Linked DNA regions of Mus musculus: region 2 is linked to region 1. A link is a contact called in public Micro-C data. All regions are on one chromosome and are shown on one strand. Each heading gives the region's core, a stretch centred on a gene start, on an enhancer-like site or on the middle of the called end of the contact. The rest is flanking DNA. Distances are from core to core; before and after follow the strand shown.

Region 1 (5,999 bases), core at 628-3,127:
TCTCCGTCCCTCTTCTCTTCGTTTTCTTAATGGTGTCTTTTAAAATACAAAGGTTTAAAATGACCTAATTTATCATTTTCTCCACAATTATGCTTTTGGTGTTATATTGAACAAGGCAATAGCTCGTTCACAATCGCACACACTCATGCTTACCTTCCTCTAAGAGTTTTTAGGGTTTAGGCCTGCCAGTCACTCGAGTGTGCTCTCAGATGTGCTAGGTACTCTGGCCCAGCTTCACAGTCTCACGTGACAACTGTCATCTGGGAGCCTGTCCTTACACCAGAATTAAAAGGAAAAATAAAGGCCAGGGACGTGACTCAGTGGGCAAAAAGTTCAGTGGACAGAGCCTGAGCCTGATCCCTGGACCCCCTGAACATCATGTGCATGTACATGCGTGCTCATGCGTGCACGCACACTCATATACACTCACACACAAATATACACATAAACACACACAAGCATACACGTATACACTCATACACACACAAGCACATACATAAGACATACACACTCACACAAACACACACATATACACTCACACACACAAACACCCTCATACACACACAAGCACATAACACACAGGCCAGTATGTCACATACAAACACACACATATTCTCTCACACACACTAAGACACACACACACACACACACACACACATATTGATCCGACTCTCGCTTTCTTCCCTTTATAACAAAACTTGGAGTTTTACTTTTGTTTATTTGTTTTCGGAGCTGGGGTCTGGCTGTGTAACCCAGGTTGGCCTTAACCCTGTCTGTGGCGCTCCTCCTACCTCAGCCCCCTGTGTCCTAGAATGTTCTTATTCTGTTTTCTCAGCTGCAGAGAACCCTGCTAGGCTTATGTTATATTTATCTGGGATTCTGGAGATGGAGACGGAGTTCTTTCTAGTCATTTCATTGGCAGACAAGACCACCGCTGTCTAGAAGCTTTGCGCACCCACTTGTGAGACCTGCAGCCACCGAGGTTGGTATTGTGGGATCAGAGTCCAGGAATGAGCCGAAACTGGTGGCACATTTGGGAGGCTGAGGTATAAGGACCGTGAATTCTAGGCTAGCATGGGCTACACAGCAAGATTATGTTTTCAAGGGGTAAAGAATGGTCCCGGGGATATGGCAATATAGTTACTGGCTTAGCACAAGGCTCCAGTTTCCACCCTCAGCATCCCACAAAAATAATCATGATAACAACAATAAATTAAAGGCCTGGGTGCATCTGAGAGCTCGACAGCAGCCAAAATGTTTCTTGTAAACATCGCACTAATTGGTACCTCCTGCAGGAGGCGTGCAGGGTGGCCTGTTAACCTGCGAGGTCCTAGGCTCAGTGGGGAAGTGTGTCCTTAGTTACAGCATCTTATGAAGATGCCTGAACAGCCTGGCCACAATGTATCAATGCTGTTTCCTGCAGGGTCTCCACCGGGAACGAGAGAACCCAGATTGGACCAAACTCCTAGGCCTGACAGCTGGCCAGGCCCTGGGCGGCCCAGAGCACTACAGTCCTGTGGGAACAGCTGCTTGGAATTCCTGCTTGTTTTTCTGCCTTCCCTGTGGCAGCCCCATGCTCTTGGCTACCCCAGGGCTGAACCCTGGAAAAACGTATCAGATAAGCATGCGCAGAGACATGGTGCAGGGCAGAGGCGTGAGACCAGGACATGGTGGGCTATTCTCAGGGGCTGCCAAGACCAAGCAGAGAGATGGGGGGTGGGGGGCAGCTGCCCAGGGCCAGGCTCACCCAGCAGCTGGTTTCTCGAAAGTGCTTTCCGCCCCTTGGGTTTCAGGCTGAACAGCTCCCAGGGCTCTGTCCACTGAGTAGCCAGGAGAACCACCCAGGGCCACGTGTTCCCTGCCTGCCCCACATGTGAGCAAGCCACGTGGGGGAAGAGAACTGGAAAGCTTTCTGGCAGGAGGCTGGGTGCTGGCACACGCAACCGTGACAAGAGAGGCCTAAGGCTGCCAACCAGGCTGGAGGATTCTGGCTGGAGCACCCAACATCTTGCCTGGTACTACGGAGCACTTCAGGGTAGTGTCTGCACCCCTGATAGCAGGGAGCCCAGCAACGGGGTCCCCATGTGAATGATGGTGCCTCTGCTCTCTTCCTGAAGCCACAACACTTAAGTTTAGCAGGTCAGGCGCACACTGTGTGTGTCTGAGGAAGGTGTGTAGGGTATGGAAATCATAAAGTAAGCTCTCCCTAGCCCTGCCTTTCACAAACCCAACCCCTCAGACGCTCTTTATGGTGAGCTCGAGACCCCCACAAATGTCTGGAGAAGGCATAGCTGAAGCACTCTGAGGCTGTTTTAGGAGATTATAAGGGAGTCGGGGGTGAGGATGAACCACAGCTGGCATCAGGTATCTCTCTCAATTGCTCTCCACTTTACTTTTGAGACAGGGTTAGCTAGAGTTAGCCCTTTGGCTAGGCTGCGTGGCAAGCAAGCCTCCAGGACAGGCCTCTCTTCATCCTTATAACATATAATCTTTAAAAAAAATTTAAAAAGAATTTGACTTTTTAAAAGCTATCTGAAGACTCCCAGACAGTTCTAAATGACTTGCTGGACTCAACAGCTTGTCTGTCATTCAACTACTGTTCACTACAGACCAATTACAAGATAGGCTCCGGTTTCAGCATGTTGTGGGGGATGGTCGCAAAACAGATGGATTCTGGCCTTCAAGGAGCTTACACCAGACAGACACGTGCAAGGAAATGACAAAGTAATGATGTGGGAAAGAAGCTGACAGGCTGAATCTGGAGGGGGACAGTGTCAGGAGGGAGAAGGGTGCCTGCCAGGGGGCATCACTTGCCTTCAGATTTAAACGGCAGAAAAGATCAGCCACAGGCACACAGGGAGTTGAGAAGGCTCGGAGTCAGAAGCCAGGAAGTGCAAAGGCCCTGGGGCAGAAATGGCCTCCACATGTTCCAAAATAAGGAAAGACCATGAGGTGTAAGCGTGGTGGGGCTGTGCCAGGGGAGGACACTGTGTGGAGGAGACGTGTGTCTAGGCACTGGCAAGTGGCTTTTGTTCCCAGCACAGCAGGAATCCATTGGCAGGAAGGACTGTAGGAGACGGGTGCAGACTTGAAGTGGGCATGGTATAGCTGGGGCCATTCACTAAAAGGAAGTTACCTGAGGGACCTCCTAGGAGTGTGTGGGATTGCACCAAGATGTTCCTCATCTGATTAGTTCAGAAAAATGGATGGGGAAGGAAGCAGCCGGATATGACGCCATCACGGTAAGCAATCAGCATGTGCTGGAGAGTACCGTGAGCCACTAACCCAGGCAGTATGGTGAAACATCTATAGTGCCCGTCCCTGCCACCAGTGCAGTCCCCTCTCAAAAACAAGCGCGGACTGGGCATGGTGGTGTACCCTTTTAATCTTAGCTCCTAGGAAGCAGAGGCAGGCAGATTTCTGATTATGAGGCCAGCTTGGTCTGTGCAGGGAGTTCTAGGTCAGCCAAAGCTATTACAGTGAGACCCTGTCTAAAACATAAATATATATATTATTACTATCAGGGCCCGGGAGGTGGCTCAGCAGGTGGGAGAGCTAGCTGCACAGCCTGAGAAGCTGGGGTTGATCCCTGGAACTTAAGTAAGAGGCCAATGTGCTGGAAGTCATCTGTATTCCCGGATCCCCACAGCTAGATGGAAGAGACAGGAATTCTCATGACCAGCTAGTCTGGAGTACTCTGCTCAGCAGATCCTGTCTCAAGAAGGTGGAAGGAAAGAACTGACTCCCTACATCTGTCCTCTGACAAGACACACACACACATACCACAGTACACACACATACACAACTCCAAGGACACACACACACTCTATGGTATACACACTGCATGGACATACACACTGTGGTACACACACACACACACACACACACACACACACACACACACACACACTGTGGCACACATACACTCCATGGTACACATACAAACATGTTCCATGGACAAACAAATTCTGTGATATACATACATACATACATACATACATACATACACTCCATAGATACACATACACTCCATGAACACACACATATTCCAAGGACACACACACACATTGTTTTTACTACCTCTTTTTAAAGCCTCTTGAATCCTACGAAGGACAAAAGAGGAGAGAGGCAGGGATGCCTTCTTGAAGGCCAGAGCATAGCTGGCCTGGGTCTCTGCAGAGAGCCTTGGAACCAGACCTCTACAGGGCAGGCAGGGCAGCCCAGCAGTGCTAGCATCTGGGAGGAAGAGCTCTTGCCATTTGGAACCTTCTAGCACTGCCTGGAGTGAGCAATAGGACAGCTACTTCTGGTGCAGCACAACCTGTGCCTCCATGGGTTGGCAGCCGGAGTCATGGAGTCCTGGGACACAGAGGTCCCTGACTCTGGCCTTGGAAAGGAAAGGGTTGCCTTCTAATTGCTAAGAGATGCTGAAGTTGGGTCTGCTGTGCAGGCCTCTCTTCCCAGCTACTCGGGAGGCTGAGGTTGGAGGATCCTTGGTCCAAGCCCTATCTGGGCTACAAAGTGTATTCAGGTTCAGCCCGTGATACTAAGGAAGAAATGGTCCCAAAATTACAATGTAAAAAAGAGGGGTTGGAGATGTGGATCCGGAATGAGAGTGCTGGTCTAGAGTGGTGAGACCCTGGGTTCAAGTCAGAGTAGGAAGGGAACGAGGAAGGGAAGGAGGGAGGGAGGGAGGGAGGGAGGGAGGGAGAAGAGAGGATGGGGGATTGTGCTGTTATTGTCCCTATGCACACATGCAGCTCTCCCCCTAGACAGATGTGTATGTGCTGGACCAAGTCTCACCCCAGTACTGACAAAGACTGTCAGAGTCTGCACTTGAGAGCCTGAGGCAGGGGGATCACAAGCTCTGGGCTAGCCTGAGCTTTTTAAGATGCAATAATGAGCTCCTGCCTCAGGGAAAACGAAAAGGAAAATAAACCCAAAACCAAACCAAACCAAAACGACCCCCAAGCAGACCCCATTTGTCTCCCTTTCTTTCTCTGAGCCTCATTTTGCACTTTTGATAATCCAGGTTTGCCCAAGCACTCGCTCCTGAGAGACATCTGAAGCCCTGGGCTTAAAGTCAAATGCAGCAAACACCTCCACACTTTTTACAGAGGCTACTGGAGCTGCTGGGGCCTGTAGCGCTCCCGGTGTGTCTGTTGACCCTTAGGGTAGAGATTATCTCTGTTACCCATGCCCTTCCTCAGCCCAGGTCAGAGTTGCTCATACTGTTGACTAAACAATTCCACAGCCAGGCAAAAGCCTGTCTGAACACACCCCCTGCCGATACTTTACTGTGCAGGGCAGGTGACTGGGAATGCCCCGTTGCCCTGCTTTAGGAAGAGCCTGAGCCTGGCAGACATCTATGCTGGTGCCTGCTCTCTGTGAGGATGCTGCCCAGCCCATGTAAGCCACAAGACTGGGAGAGAACAGGCTGTCCTGGAGACTCACGCCCCACACCCACCTTTCACAACTTCCAGGAAACCTCCTTCCCCAAGAAGACCATTGTGAAATCAAAGCTGTCACATCAGCTAGCATGGGTAGCACCCCCTACCACTCAGGACTTAAAATGCTGTTTGCCAAGCAAGGAGTGGTACCATGGGCCTAATAACCTTAGAACTTGGGAAGTCGGGGCGGGAAGATTAGAAGTTCAAGGACATCCTCAGCTCCACAGTGAGTCAGAGGCCATCTTGGTTTACATGCGACCTTATCTCAAATGAACAAAATGAAAATAACGGGGGCCAGTGGGATGGCTCATCAGATAAAGGGGCTTGCTGCCAAGCCTAACCATCTGAGTTCCATCCCCGGGACCCACATGTGGAGGAGAGAACCGACTCCTGCAAGTTGCCCTCTGACCTTTACATGTTGCTGTGGAACATGAGTACACACACACACACACACACACACACACACACACACACACACACACACAATGTAAAGATAAATAAAAATTATTTTAATTAGAAATAAAGTGCTATTTGGAAAACACTGGCCAC
Region 2 (5,126 bases), core at 270-2,769, 110 kb before region 1:
GGCCTTGTCGGTTTGGGCCTGTTCTGACCAGTGTGTTACGAGCTCCATTCTGACTTCCGTGTGCTACGTGCATGGACCCACAATGGAACGGCTGCTCACACGGCCACTCGGTTAGCCCCTGGGGAGCTGCCAGGCATTTCCACAATGGTCCCCATGGAGAGTCAGATGTCTTCACATCCCTACGAACACTTGCTGGCATCTATCATCTTGCCGTGGCTACCCTGGAGGTGAGGACGGCCACCGTCCTTGCTGGAGACACGGGCAGCTGAGGGACTGGGCAGCCGCTGCGCCGGGTGGGATGGGCAGAGTGTCCATGGGCCTTACCAGATGGGCTGCTGCCTCAGGTGCGTGTACAGGTAAACCTTCTCCCCCTTCTGCTCATCCTCAGGGCTGATCATGGTCACTGCAGGAATAAGGAGATCTGAGGGCGGCCTGGGCTGGGCTCCCCACGGGCAGATCCTACAGACCCTCAGCTCGCTCTGCTTCTCCACAAAGTCATCACGTTACACTGTCCAAACTCCACGAAGCTTTCTGCAGCCTTAGATTAGGGCTTTTTCCCTATGTGAACCCTGAAGTGGCACCCTCCCTCTGGTTGAACTCCCCTGCGGTTAGGGATTTCGTATTTCCTTAGTCTGCTTAGAAAGGCAGCAAAGCCCTTTCTTTTGCTACTTGCTTGCTCTTGTTGCTGGCTAATGGTGAGCCAGTTTGAGGCCTGGATGGTGCGTCTTGGTTAAGAGGCCCGAGAGGTAGACTCTGCCTTCCTTTGGGCACTCCTTAATCCCAGGCATCAGCCCCAGGTTCCCCCTTGCTACAGGCCCCACCCCCTAGGCAGCCCAGAGAGCTGTGTTCTTACCAGTCTTCGTCTGTCTGTCCTTAGGTTTGTTCTCATCTTCCCTGGAGGGAGAGACCACAGCAGTAAGAAGGAGCCCAGGCCCTCACATGCAGATGCTGCCCCATTCTCTGTGCAACTCCTCTGAGGAGAAGCTGGGGGTCAGTGACACAGTGGCAATTGGCAGGCTGGGGACTGAGGCCTGTGGTGCTGAGATTGCCTGGTACCATTTTCTGTGGGCCTACTGTGTGGACATGGAGGGACAGGTGGCATACCCTGGCTATAGCCAAGCCTTAAGCGGTGCAGGTCCCTGGATGGTTGTCCTTGTACTGTTGTGCCCTCTCCTTAAGATGTCTCAGCTTCAGCCCCCCTGTGACCAATGCACCCATCTTAAGAGCTCTCTGGGGCCCGGTCTAGTGGCTCATGACTTTAATCCCAGCACTCGGAGGCTCAAGGCCAGGCTGGTCTACAGAGAAAACTCTAGGACAGCCCGAGCCACATAGAGACCTTGTCTCACACAAAACAACAACCATCATCTGTTGCAAGAGCAGCCTCTCCCGGAGACATTGCGCCCAGGGCTTTCCTGGCTTTGCTCACATTAACTCTCCCGGCAGTGGCAGGAGGAAGGAGGGACAGAGTGTTCAACTTCCTGTTGCCAAACAACAAAGCCACAGGCTCCTGGCAGCCCAGGAAACATGGTTCCTGGACCCCGCCTGTCAATGAGTGGACAGCATGTGGAAGCTCTGGGGTGCAGAGTCGTGCTGGGCTGGCAGCTGTGTGACTCAAGAACAGCTGCAGGGCCAGGACTAGGTAAGCCACACGCTCCTCCCATATAGTAAGCTCAGGCTGGGGCACACTCACTCATTTTTCCTGACCAGCGGTCCTTTCAGCTTGGTCTCCAGCCCCCCGAAAAAGCCTTTCATGTTCTCTGTGTTCTTCAGCAGCCGCTCGGCAATGTCCTTCTTCTCTGCCAGCCAGCTGTTGGCTGACTTCAGGTAGGAGTCAATACTGCCTGCTGGCTTCTCCCTGGGCTCTGTCGGGGGCAGCTGGGGCTTGCCTTGAAAGTGGGGAGAAATGGAGTAAGAAGCAGTCTGCAGCTCAGATGAGAGAGAGAGAGAGAGAGAGAGAGAGAGAGAGAGAGAGAGCGCCTGAAGGTGCTTCCCAGGGACTGCAGGACAGGAGGTGCTGCCCTCAGTCTCCTCAACAGGGTAGGTGGTCAGAAGCAGCTGGCTTAGCAAGCTCCCCCAGAAGGGAAGGCCGGGCCTCTCCGGAGTGTTCAGTAAGCACAGACTACACAGAGAAGTGGGCAAGAGCCAGGTGGGAGGGCAGAGGTAGCCAGAAGGAGCTGGCATCTGGGAAGAAGAGAAATCTACACTGAGAGCCACACAGCAGGTCTGAGAGACCAGAATTCCTTCCTTAGGGCAGTGAGTGGAAGTAACACCACAAAGGAAACGCCGATGGACTCCGACTGGGCGAATAGGATAAAGCTTTCTATTTGATTTGATGGTAGCCAGTCAAGCAAACAGCCTGCCATGATCTATAGCAATTGGGCCATTTGGGGATGCTGGGAGCAGGAGACCTGGAGCACGTGCAGAAGCGGGCTGTTAGGGACTACTCGATTACCCATGCCCAGGCCTCCATAGGGAGGGTCCAGCACCCTCCCTGAAGAGTTGAACTGGTCTCTTTTGGCTGGCTGCAGGGCTCAGCACAAGACACCCTATAACTCCTGCACACTGGTCCTTTCAACACCATGAGCCAAAAGAGACCCCTAGGCTCTGTACCTTTGCTCAGTTATCCCCAGCTACCCCGGACTCTTCCCAGGATAGCCTGCTCTGAATTGTGCTTTGCTGGAGCAGAAAGCTGAGTCCCCACATGTAGCATTCCTGCCTCCTGTCATTTCCTTTGCAGTGTGGACAGCCATGCCCTGACCCCAAGTGCATCCCACATTTCCTCCCACACCGGGAGTCTCATGCCTGCTGTCCTCCTCCCAATATCAGCTCCTTCTCTCTGGAAGCCACACAGCACCTGCTGTTAATAAAGGAAGCTTCCCTCCTGCTGTGTTCCCGGCTCCCAGCTCCTTTCCCAGGGTGGCTGCTCTGGTCAGTCGTACTCACCCAGATGGTAGTAAGTGAAGCACATGGTCATGAGGTTCTTGGCAGGCCCGAAGTCGTCCATCTGGTGGCATCTGGGATGTGAACAAGATTGGCTGGCTAGAGCCCCACTGCCCAACTCCCAGAGATTCACTGCCCCTGCTTCCCATGTGCTGGGATTAAAGGCATGTGGTGCTGATGTGCTGCCACGGGCCCGGCACCCCTGCAGGTTACCGAAGCAGGACCAAACGCTTGGGAAGCCTCAGTACCAAATGCTGCCACACACAGCGATGACCGGAACAGTGGTCAGGAAAGCCACTGCAGGGGCATGGCCTGGTTCTAGGTGTGGGTGGATGTTTGTGGCCCTCAGCCTGCTCGCTTTCACATTAAGATCAAATCAAGGTCCAGGAAGCTCAGCCCATTGTACCCCAGCTGGGGCAGGACTGGAAGTCATCTCAGGCCTTGGTCCCGCACCACTGATGTGGACCATTGGCCATTGCTCCTGTTTCTCAGGGTTCATCAGGATGTTCAGTGCTGTCCCTCACCGGAGCCTCCTGGGGGGCTGTAAGAACATGAACCACAGGGTATCCCCAGGCTCAGACTGGTTGTGTGGGGAAAGAATATGTATGACTCCTAAGACCCCAGGCCACTGCTTTCCCTAGTCACATCGATTATTGAAAATCAAAGCAAACTAGTGCACGCAAGACTGGCATACCGAGCGCCACTCTTACTCTGAAAGGGGCCATTTTACTGTCCTGCAACACACTAAAGATTACAGCCAAATAGTAATGGATATTCACACAGCCATCCAACTCAGCAAACACAAGGAGAGAAGGATGCTTTAAAAAGAGGAAGTTTGAGCCAGGAGTGGTGGCACACATCTTTAATCCAAGCATTTGAGGGGCAGAGGCAGGCGGATTTCTGAGTTTGAGGCCAGCCTGGTCTACAGAATGAGTTCCAGGACAGCCAGGGCTACACAGAGAAACCCTGTCTCGAAAAACCAAAAAAAAAGGAAGTTCTACTAGTCCAGTTACAGATGCTATACTGTGAATGAGAAGGGCAAACAGAATGATGTCATCTCCCATTGAGGCAGGAGGGAGCCGAGTAGTGGGCTCCCGGAAGGTGGTGGTCACGGATTCCAGCCCTGAGTGGATGACAGCTGTGTGGCCATTACTCACAGCTGGCTCGCCAGGGGTGGGAAAGGTGGAAGGGACAGCTGCAAGAGGCTGTGGAGAGGCTATTACTCACTCAAACAGCACTACCGCGAAGGACTGCACCAGGCGGTAGAAGGTTGGCTCCGACACACACTTGGACTTGCAGCGCTGTGCAGAAAGAACCAGGCCGGTCAGTGTCGGTGGGACTTGTCACTCTGCATGTCTCCATGCACTTGGAAGGGCCCCAATGGCCACCTCCCCTTGACCAGCACCCTGGACAGGGCACAGGAGTTCTCCGGGGCCCTCTGCACTGGAGCCCAGAGGTACTCCTCTATGCCATCCTCACAGGATTTCATAAAGAAACTTCACATCCAGCTCCCCCACGGGGAGAAGTATGGAGAGACAGGACCCCAAATGACAACATTGCTATTCCTGAGTTTGTTAATCCCTTTTCCCTGTATTTTCTAATTTCTCTCCGAAGACTACACCCCTACATAGAAACATGCAAGGCATACAAGGCGTGATTCTTTCCCCAGGTCTCTCCATACTTTTGGTTTTGCCTGGCTTTCACAATTCTGACTATATTATCTTTCGCAAAAATTGAATGCTAGAGGTTATTTCATAAAAACATGCGTGGACACAGCCCGCATGCTTGCCTTTGGAAAATAAATTTGTGGGGCGGTCTTGCCACAGTCCCTACTCCTTTCAAAGGAGAGCTTCCAGTCAGGGGAAGGTCTTTATATCCTTCCCCAGCTGTGTTTGACCTCTTTCTGGCTTGCACCCTCCTCTCTCTTCACCACAGTGGTGCTGACCAGGTTGTTGGCCACCATCCACCACCACCACCCCCACCCCCACCTCACCTGTGCGCTCACAAAGCGTGCGAACCATTCCCGGCCTTTCCCGTCTTCTCCGCTGCAGTACTCCCCAAACTTGGCTTTCTCTTCCTGGTCCAAGTCCTCCCTGGAGGAAGGGCAGAACAAAAACATGGACCCAGGTCCTCTAGGAGGGGATGGAGGACAGTGGGGTGTGTCCCCAACTCTCAGCGCCTTCCAG

What was found. A called contact is a pair of places that touch in the nucleus more often than the background predicts.
Region 2: a Micro-C map of muscle stem cells shows a contact between it and region 1, with 5 times the contacts expected there. The contact joins two enhancer-like sites. A contact is called at or near these places in 1 of 39 promoter capture datasets (embryonic stem cells), 1 of 484 Hi-C or Micro-C datasets (muscle stem cells) and 3 of 9 other capture datasets (adipose tissue, liver and pancreatic islet).

Annotation. Positions count from the first base shown.
Region 1 is chr8:120,042,364-120,048,362 of GRCm38.p6, reverse strand. The region is part of intron 14 of Crispld2 (cysteine-rich secretory protein LCCL domain containing 2); the gene reads right to left. Among named protein-coding and RNA genes, the nearest start is that of Crispld2, 53 kb to the right of the region's middle. Within about 2 kb of position 1,877, at least 105 of the 459 cell types and tissues checked have an H3K27ac peak or open chromatin away from gene starts, as enhancers often do. A contact at or near this core is called in muscle stem cells, where this site is marked.
Region 2 is chr8:120,149,199-120,154,324 of GRCm38.p6, reverse strand. 6430548M08Rik (RIKEN cDNA 6430548M08 gene) reads right to left here. Exons shown (of 13, transcript NM_172286.4): 3 at 4,934-5,033; 4 at 4,168-4,241; 5 at 2,944-3,014; 6 at 1,691-1,886; 7 at 854-894; 8 at 325-403. Among named protein-coding and RNA genes, the nearest start is that of Cibar2, 26 kb to the left of the region's middle. Within about 2 kb of position 1,519, at least 54 of the 459 cell types and tissues checked have an H3K27ac peak or open chromatin away from gene starts, as enhancers often do. A contact at or near this core is called in muscle stem cells, where this site is marked.